3 separate regions of the Sus scrofa genome follow, and all the other regions are linked to region 1. Evidence: chromatin contacts called from public promoter capture Hi-C data. All regions are on one chromosome and are shown on one strand. Each heading gives the region's core, a stretch centred on a gene start, on an enhancer-like site or on the middle of the called end of the contact. The rest is flanking DNA. Distances are from core to core; before and after follow the strand shown.

Region 1 (2,805 bases), core at 232-2,731:
GGGGCTTTATCTGAAGGAGTGGGAAAGAAAGTCCCCAAGTGAAATCCTGAAGGAGTTTATGGAGATGAGGATGTCAGAGCAAAGGGATATGAGGTATTTATTTTTAAATCCTTAGAATTTCTTTAGCTTGTACTGTGTTAGCATCACTGCACTAGAGTTGGAAGGAACATTTGTCCTGTTGCATTTCACAGAGAAACAGGTAAAATAAAGTTGACTGAATTCTCTATTTCACATAATGATGTTTGCTTTCCAGATAAATTGTTCCCAAAGGGCAAGAACATATATAGATAGTTCTTAGATAGTTCTTGTGGAAGATATGTACAATATGTACACACACACACACACACAAGCTTTTTTTTTTTTTTTTTTTTTTTGGTCTTACCTGCAGCAGGAGGAAATTCCTGGGTCAGGGATCAAACCCACGCCACAGCAATGACCTGGGCAGCTACAGTGACAATACCAGATCCTTAACCCACCGTGCCACAGAGGAATTCCAAGTACAATATTCTTTACTTTTTTTTTTGTCTTTTTGTTATTTCTTTGGGCCGCTTCCGCGGCATATGGAGGTTCCCAGGCTAGGGGTCGAATTGGAGCTGTAGCCACCAGCCTACGCCAGAGCCACAGCAACACGGGATCCGAGCCGCGTCTGCGACCTACACTACAGCTCACGGCAACGCCGTGATCGTTAACCCACTGAGCAAGGCAGGGACCGAACCCACAACCTCATGGTTCCTAGTCGGATTCGTTAACCACTGCGCCACGACGGGAACTCCTATTCTTTACTTCTGTAATACCACTCCAGCGCAGTGCTTTGACTGCTGTTGACAGTAGAAAACTGAAAACTGCAAGGAAAGGTCCAGAATGGTGCTGCCCACACAGCAGCACAATACATATTAACTAGAACATTTGAACAGTAAATGAGTTAAAAATTCATTCTGTTGTGAATGGAATGAGGTGGGACTTTTGAGGCCTTTTAATTACCCCTTGGTTTCCTCAATGATGTTCGGATAAGGCTCTGGAATAAGACAGGATAAGTACTTCGTATGACCCAGGGGTATAACTGGGGCATTAGCCTCAGTCCAGGCCCTAAGTGGCCACGCAGACTCTATACAACTACTCTGGGAAACGCTTTGAGAGAGGATCTCCCCGCAGTGAAGCGATCCATCCGGGTCCTCTGACATCCTGGGAGCGAGCCTAGGCCCGGGCGAGCCTAGGCCCTGGCGAGTAAACCCGGTTCCGCTTTTCCGGGTCCAGAAGGGTGCGCCTGAGGCGGGGCCTGTGTGTCAATCGGCTTGAGGGCCGCTCCCAGTGCGCTCCTTCCGGAGCCACGCCTACACTTCGCGCTAGCAGCCGGTTGGCCCCACTGGATCGCGGGCGCCGGGCGGGCGGGGCCGAAAGACAGCTGGCAGGCTGGCTGGCTGCGGGAGGGGGCGGGGCGCACTCGCGCCAACGCTTCCTCCCCCCGCGCTGTCCCTGCGCTTGTTGCTGGTCGGCCCGTGGCGGCCCAGCTTGGAGCCGGCGGGGGCTGCCCCGGCAGGGCGGGGGCCAGAGCCGGGCCGGGCCGGGGCCGGAATGCCCCTGTTCTTCTCCGCGCTCTTGGCCTTGCTGTTGGTTGCGCTCATCGCCCTCTTCCTAGGCCGGTGAGGGGATCCCAGCTACAGCGGGGGAGGGGACAGTGGGAAGGGAAGGAAGAGAGGCTGAGGAGGGGGCGCGCGCAGGAAAGAAGCGGGCGGGAGGGGGAAGGGGCTAGAGGTGGGGAGATGGAGAGGGGGAGGGGCCGAGGAGGGGGCTAGCGACTAGGAAAGGGATCGAGCGGGGGCGTACGACCGGAGCTGTCTCGGAAGAACCGGGAGTGGGGGGGAGAACAAGCAAGCGGACGAGGCCTGAGGAGATGCTACGATTGGGAGGAGGATGGAGGTGTGAGTGAGGACGGGGCTCGGCTTTTCTTTTTCCATTCACTCGCCTCTGAACGTCCTCTTCCGCGAGCGCGAAGGGCACCTGCAACCTGCCCTGGGGAGCAGGAACAGGTCTGGCTGCCCAGGGAGAGCGGCATTTGAGTCGGCTGGGTGTGACCCCACAGTGCCTTCTCGCGGACACCTGTCTGGAAGGCGAAGGAGACCCTTTGGGGTGATGTGATGGGCACATCTGGCAGGGGTGCTTGTCCTTCGACTTCTCTTGGGAGTCTTCTCTCTATCTCTGGGGTTCCTAAGGATTTGAGGGATTGCTTTCTTTGTCTCCAACTTAGAAGGTGCAGTTTAGTTCGTCTGATTTCATCTGGGTGGAGGGGACACTCCAGGGCTGGGGTCCTGATCTGCGCGGATGAATGTATATGACAGAATGGTGTTTTGGAAGACAGGAGAGCTGCCCAGAAGATTCAGCTACAAATCATGGTCCTTTGGAAGGTGTTCTAGGGCCAGCAGGGGGTGAGGGAGGCCATAATTGGGAGAGGGTCCTATGAACTCATAAGGATTTTTCTGCAGGTGGCTTGTGGTCCGGTTGGCCACCAGTTGGTGTCAGCGGAAGCTGAAGGCGGAACTAAAGATTGGCTCCTTTTTTTGGATACAGAATGTTAGTCTTAAATTTCAGCAGCACCAGCAAACAGTGGTGAGAGTCCTGGGAAACTCCCTGGGTAGTATGTGGGGTTGATCCAAATGAATTTCAACTTTTGATTTCCTTTTTTAAGAATTGTAGTGGCTCTCTCTCCTAGTTAACGCAGCCTTGCACCCCTTTGCCAAGATGATCTTAGAGCTAGTTTGGGAATACTGGAATTGATGCAAGTGGTTCTGTTAAAAATGCTTATAAGGC
Region 2 (3,027 bases), core at 278-2,777, 180 kb before region 1:
CTTCAGATCTTCAACTGCTAGGCCTCAAGGGAGCGCCTGCTGTCATCATATAGATTCCAGCAGGCTTTCCCAAGGGCTGCATGTGGTGGTGGGGTTAGAAAGGCATAGTTCCCAGAAGCTTCAGGGTCAGCTGTGGGCTTCTTTTTAGTCATCCATTCATCAGAATATAATGTCAATATTCATTCTTCCTCCTTTCTGCCTGTGCAACCCCCCTGTGGTGTCAAATTTGCTCTCATTCCAAAGGATAATATTTTGCAAGTAATGACAACCCTTCTAAGCCAGGAGCTAGACTCTGGGATTGATGTCCCATAGAATGTCCTGTTTATGGCCCACAACCCTACTCTGTCACCTGTTATATTTTACTCTATGTATGTCAAGAGTAACATATATGTCCTAGTTAGGTGGGAGTCTATTCACCCAGGAAGCCTGAAACTTTGTGTAGGTTTGCCTTCTAGGGAAGGGATTATGCCAGTTTATACACTGTTTCTCTACAGCAACATATGTATGCATGTTAACATCTGCATATGTAAAAGTCACAAGCATCTAATAAAAAAAACATTCTCAGTTTCCTAGGTGCTGCAGGGAGTAACTTTCAGTTTCTTAGTGACTTGAGAATTCTATTATATGCATTTGTATATATCTTCCTGACTCCTTTTACAGAAGAATTAGTAATATTAGTGACAAGCAGTCGCTATTACTTTTAGCATCCATTTACAGCATTCTCAATCTTTACCCTAGGGCCTGTTTCTGCTTCTTTCCAAAATGAGGAAAATATCCTTAATCTTAGATTAAGAGTTCAAACATTCATACTAGATCCTGGAATCAAGAGTAACTTTTGTGGAGTTCCTACCACGGTGCAGTAGGTTAAGAATCCGACTGCAGTGGTACAGAGGTGTGGGTTTGATCCTCTGTCACCGTGGGTTAAACCATCTGGAGTTGTGGCAGCTGCGGTGTAGGTTGTATCTGTGGCTGGGATTCAATTCCTGGCCCAGGAACTTCCAAAAGCGTGGGTGCAGCCACAAACAAACAAACAAAAAGTATGTGCTTGATAAAGAGACTGAAATTAGCAGTGTCCCAATGCATTCTAGGTGCAGTCACCTCCTTGACAAGGTCCCCAAGGCTTCTGAGCACCCCCTGGTCAGTGGCATATTAGAAATGCCAAGGCTGCCTCTTACACAATCACCCTCACTGTATTCGAGATGTGATTCTCTTCTTGAAAGGAACCTAAATTTATTATTAGTGGTCATCTCAGAGCATTCAGACCTTTAAGTGCAAGTGGTATCCAGAATCCTGGAAGGGCTATTAAGTCTATGGCCCTTTATTGGCACCGCGTTTAGTTATCTACACTACCTTCCAGAGGCCTCAGACACTGCGACAGCCGCCCAAAGCCCCAAAGCTTAACTAGTCCTCTAAGCCAGCGGCCATATCCACCTGAGACCCAGGGATCCAGGGCATCAGGCACTGAAGAAGACGCCCCCGGTGCGGGCTGCGCAGGCGCAGGCAGCCCAAGAGGGCCCCGGCACTCTAGGCTGCGCAGGCGCGCGAGCGGCTCCCGGCCAGTCCCGACGGCGGCAGCAACTGAGGGGCCGGGGCGTGGAGCAGCGGTGGCGGCGGCGGGCGGCGACGGAGCAGCCATGAGGGCCGGGCCCAGTCACCGACAGTGAGTGGTGGTGAAAGTGGGGTGGGCCACGGGAGGGAAGGGGGTGGCTCGGTGCAGGGATACTCCGACTCGGGGGGTGGGCTTTGCCTGTTGGAGGCGAAGGGGCGTGGGGGAGGGACAGTTTGAGGTGATGACCGGAGAATTTGGGGCACGGGTGGTCAGAACGCCAGCGCCAGGGCCGGACAGCTTGGGCAGGGAGTGGGTACGCGCTGCAGAGTGACGGAGCCCTCGGCAGGGACAGCGTCCCGCGCTCCCCCGTTTGTCAACGTCCCTTCCCCCAGGAGCTTTCGGTCGCCTCTCCCTTTCCGCTTCTTTCAGAGGTTGGTCGCGGGGGGAGAATGGTGGAGGATGAAAGCCCTGCTGGAGCCGAAGACGACAACTCTGGCCCAGGCAGGGAAGAGCCGGGCGCTCGGAGTAATAGGCTGCTCCGGGTAGAGGATGGGGGTCGTTTAAAGCTGGGAGGGGTCTAGGGAAAAGAGCTAGGGGCTTAGGGTCCGACAGGTTCGAATCCACGTCCACCGCTGATTAAAGCTGATAGGTAACCTTGGGCAGGTCCCACTTAACCTTCTGAACCGCTGGAAGATGTCGTGTTTCAACGAGCTATTGCAAGCATCTTGTACGTGATTGAGACCGTTTATGAAAACTGTAAATTGTGAGTACTATGCCGATGTTACTGTATCACTAACAGTATAACTGGATTTTTAGATATTACTGTTATTAGTGGAGTGACCGATTTCTTTGTCAGGGCGAAGCGTACTGTAAAACCTCAATAGTCACAGACATGTTTTCTTCATCGGCACAGCAGATCACGTGCAGAAATAGCAGTTTGTTCTGTTACGTGACAAATTAGCCATCAGACTTGTGTAGGAAAAATACCATACTCTCAGGCACTTTTACAAACGGTGTGTATAAGCTCCTAAATCAAGAGGAAGGAAAGAGGGAATGAAGGGCCGATCTTTTAAATGCCTTTCTGAAGAACACAGCTCATTGAGGTTCGTTCTCTTTTAACACAGGTGGTACTAATGTGCTTTATTATGAGTTGAGAAAACTGACTTGAGACAAACTGGGAGGGATGACCATTGAGGAATACAATTTGTTATTTTTTAATTGTAAGAAAGTTCTTTGTAAAAGGGTCCCTGGTTGCCTCAAGGCCCTGTCTCTGTTTTGGAGGTCAGAAAGCATATAGCAGCTTTTCAGCTTCACTTTTTGTTAGCCTGTCGGTGGGACCCCCAGGGTGGAGTGTCTCTCAGAGAAAGGCAGAAGCAGCTGTGCAAGAGCCCAGGAGGAGGCTGGTTGGTTTCTGAGGAGCTGAAGGAGCACTCCTGAGGCTTTGTTATTCTTCTTGTTTAGGGTGGACAAAGCAGAGG
Region 3 (3,075 bases), core at 134-2,633, 230 kb before region 1:
TCCCTCCTCCCTTCTAACCCTGTTCTTGCTGCTTTTACCATGAGCCCTTACCCACTCTTCTCCCTCTCCTTCCTTTCTTCCTGTTCCCAGGTCCCGTCAACTCAGAGTTGTTCCTACGCCACGTTCCCAGATGGCTACGCCCACTTTTGTGCCCACTGGCTTGGCTGGTGCTGCGGGCACCACGAGGGGGTGCCCAGACACCTCTGTACTGCGCTCTGCAGGAGGGCATTGAGCCCCTCAGTGGGAGATACTTTGCCAACTGCCATGTGGAAGAGGTGCCCCCAGCCGCCAGAGACGACCGGGCAGCCCATCGGCTGTGGGAGGCCAGCAAAAGGCTGGCAGGGCTTGAGCCAGGGGAAGATGCTGAATCTGATGAAGAGCCCCAGCCTGTGGACCCAGGAGTCCCATCTTCTCTGAGCAGCCCCCACCCTGAGGAGCCCGCAGCTTCTGAACCCTACACCAGCCCTCAGAGTTCACCAGACTTGTCCAAGGTCACACGCCGAATTCCAGTTAAAGCTGAACCAGAGCCCCAAGCCTCCTAACCTCCGGGCTGGGAAGCTTTCTAAGGCTCTGGGTGATCCTTGAAAGCCTTAGCCATGTACCAGGCTATGGTCATGCACTGGACACTGAGGTGGTTGAGATTTTTACCTCCATGGTCACTTTGTGGGGGCTTCAAGGTATATGTCCTGGAGAGCTCTTTTCCTGGTTGAAGGAAATAAAGGGTGATGATTTCTTCCTGAGAGTGACAGTAAGCCCGGGGGGCGGGGAGGGGGGGCGGTTGTGCCAGATGCTGCTCCTCAGGAATTTGAATTTCTTATCTCCAGGCTCTACCCTGAGGAACACTCAGCCCTGGATGATGGAGGCCTGGGCATTTTTAATCTGATGCACCATCAGTATGGAGAATTGTTCAGTTGTGCCCTTTGCGATCACCTAGTTACATTATTCCCACTTTCCAGAGGCGGGACTAGGCAGCCAGAGAGGGAACTCGTTCCGGATCTCCGCTAGAAAGAGCAGGGACTGAGATCGGAGCCCAGGCCCAGGCGGGCTGACTCCAGGGCCCACCCCTGTAAGGTGGGTGCTGGGAGGCGAGGCGGGGCGTGGCAGTTGTTATCCAGGCTCCCCAAGGAACGCCTTCAGGACTGCTTGAGGGCCGAGCCCCCACGATGCCAGCTCTGTGTAATACAACCACTTGAAGAGCTCCCTGATGGCACAGCAGGTTAAGGATCCTGCGTTGTCACTGCTGCGACCCGGGTTCGATCTCTGGCCTGGGAACTTCCACAGGCCGGGCAGGCTGGGCCAAATACTTTGAAAATTAAAATCGAGCGTGTTGACAGCCTGGCTCGGGCCGCCTCCCTCCACACGCCGGCCCCGCCCTCCGCCGCCACACTTCCGGCGAGGCTGCGGCCGCGGAGGGGCGCCGGCGGGCGGCCGCTGGGGGTGGCGGGATAGGCTGGGCGCGGCCGGCGGTGCGGGCCCGCTGCTGCTGTCCAGGTCTCGGCGGCCCCCCGAGGGCCCTCCGTCCCTCCGGCGCCATGGGCAATTGCCACACGGTGGGGCCCAACGAGGCGCTGGTGGTTTCAGGTGAGGGGGCGGCGGGGGAGGGGGGCCGGAGACGTTTGGGGCGGGGGGCCGTGCCCGGGAGGGCGGGGACCGGGCTGGGCAGCGGACGGGGAGGGGCTCCGCGGGTGGGGGGCAGCGCGGGAGGTGGGGCCTGAGTCCGCGGCTTCCCGGGCCGCACCTGAGACCCTTTCAGGAGGGACCCCTGTGCTCCACCTTCCTGCCCCGCGTTCTCGGGCACTCGCCGGGCTCTCCCCCCGCCTTCCCCCGCTGCGTGTTTGCCGGTGTTTATTCCCTCCTTCCTTCGTCTCCTCCCCTAGCAGGGTCGCCCCTGTGGCCTAGGGGGTCCTGAACTGAAGCCTTGGGGTTCCGGGAACACAGTTTGGCTGGATGCCAGCGCCCGGGACTAGGGTGGGTCACGCAGCCTTGGAAGGCAGGTGCCCATCTGGGCACAGACCCGTTAATTCCCAGCAGGCTGGGGCGTGCTGGTTTATTGGCACTGCCCGCCTGGGAAACGCGGGTGCGGCCTCTACAGGTTGCGAAACCGGGCTCTGGGCTGTGTCGCTCAGGTTGCAAAATGCTGCAGGCTCCAGAATTTCTGTGAGCTTAGGTGGGGCCGGGGGACTGCAGTATTGGGGAGATGAGAGGGATCTTGTCCTAAGGCTGCTGTGTATGTTGTATATTTGGGAATTTGAGGAAGAGGCTGGAGCCTTTCAAGCCATCAATTTGTGCAGCCCAAGCTCACAGGTGCTGGGGAGAGGGCCTGTTTCCTGACAGCTTGGAGGCCTGTAGCTGCAGGAATCCCTCCTGTCTTTACTTCCCACTGTCAGTGTGGATTCTCCGCCTGTGCACAGAGTCGTTAGGGCTGGCTCTAGAATTGAGCAGAAGAGGGTGTGCTGGGCCAGGGCAGGAAGCTGTCCACCTTTGAGAGGTGTGATGAATCCATTGGAAACTTTCACCCCAGAACATGGCCTCTGGCTCAGTGTGGATCTCAAAATTGATTTCCCTGGGACAGGAAATCCCCACTCTCCCTCACTAAGACCTTACCCCTGTGGGGGAATTTAAGATTCTTTACCTCCCTGAAAACCAGAGCTAGCCGTAAGGTCACTAGGGAGACCCCCAGAGAGCACTGAGGCCAAACCTACACCTCTGTAAGACCTGGGCCAGGGGTTCCCGCCTGCCTTGGTGCAATGGGTCAAGAATGCCACCCAAGTCGCTGTGGAGGCACAGGTTAGAGCCCCATCCAGGCACAGTGGGTTTAAGGATCCAGCATTGCTGCAGCTGTGGCATAGGTCGCAGCTGTGACTTGGATTCAATCCCTGGCCAGAGAACTTCCATATGCCTTGGGTACAGCCATAAAAACAAAAACAAAAGACCTGGGCCAGTCTCCCAGCCCCCACCCCTAGAGAAGCTTGTAGAAACCCCAATCTGAGCCACACTGCACTTGGTTTTGCTTGTGGAGTTTCTTTCTAGAAGCCCAGACTCTGGGCCAAGGAGACAAAATCTCCGCTCTCGTCC

The links. Promoter capture Hi-C pulls out the DNA fragments that hold promoters and counts their contacts.
Region 2: a promoter capture Hi-C map of liver shows a contact between it and region 1, with 2.6 times the contacts expected there. The contact joins the promoter of FAM222B here to the promoter of KIAA0100 in region 1. A contact is called at or near these places in 2 of 5 promoter capture datasets (fetal liver and liver), 1 of 47 Hi-C or Micro-C datasets (liver) and 1 of 2 datasets of contacts at active chromatin or transcription factors (alveolar macrophages).
Region 3: a contact with region 1 is called in a promoter capture Hi-C map of liver, with 2.7 times the contacts expected there. The contact joins the promoter of FLOT2 here to the promoter of KIAA0100 in region 1. A contact is called at or near these places in 1 of 5 promoter capture datasets (liver) and 1 of 2 datasets of contacts at active chromatin or transcription factors (alveolar macrophages).

What each region holds. Positions count from the first base shown.
Region 1 is chr12:44,892,144-44,894,948 of Sscrofa11.1, reverse strand. KIAA0100 (protein KIAA0100 homolog) reads left to right here and starts at 1,481. Exons shown (of 43, transcript XM_003131765.5): 1 at 1,481-1,640; 2 at 2,481-2,604. The coding sequence starts at 1,573.
Region 2 is chr12:45,074,687-45,077,713 of Sscrofa11.1, reverse strand. FAM222B (protein FAM222B) reads left to right here and starts at 1,527. Exons shown (of 3, transcript XM_021067489.1): 1 at 1,527-1,660.
Region 3 is chr12:45,118,811-45,121,885 of Sscrofa11.1, reverse strand. FLOT2 (flotillin-2) reads left to right here and starts at 1,383. Exons shown (of 11, transcript XM_021067496.1): 1 at 1,383-1,581. The coding sequence starts at 1,533. DHRS13 (dehydrogenase/reductase SDR family member 13) reads left to right here. Exons shown (of 5, transcript XM_021067495.1): 5 at 91-740. The coding sequence ends at 542.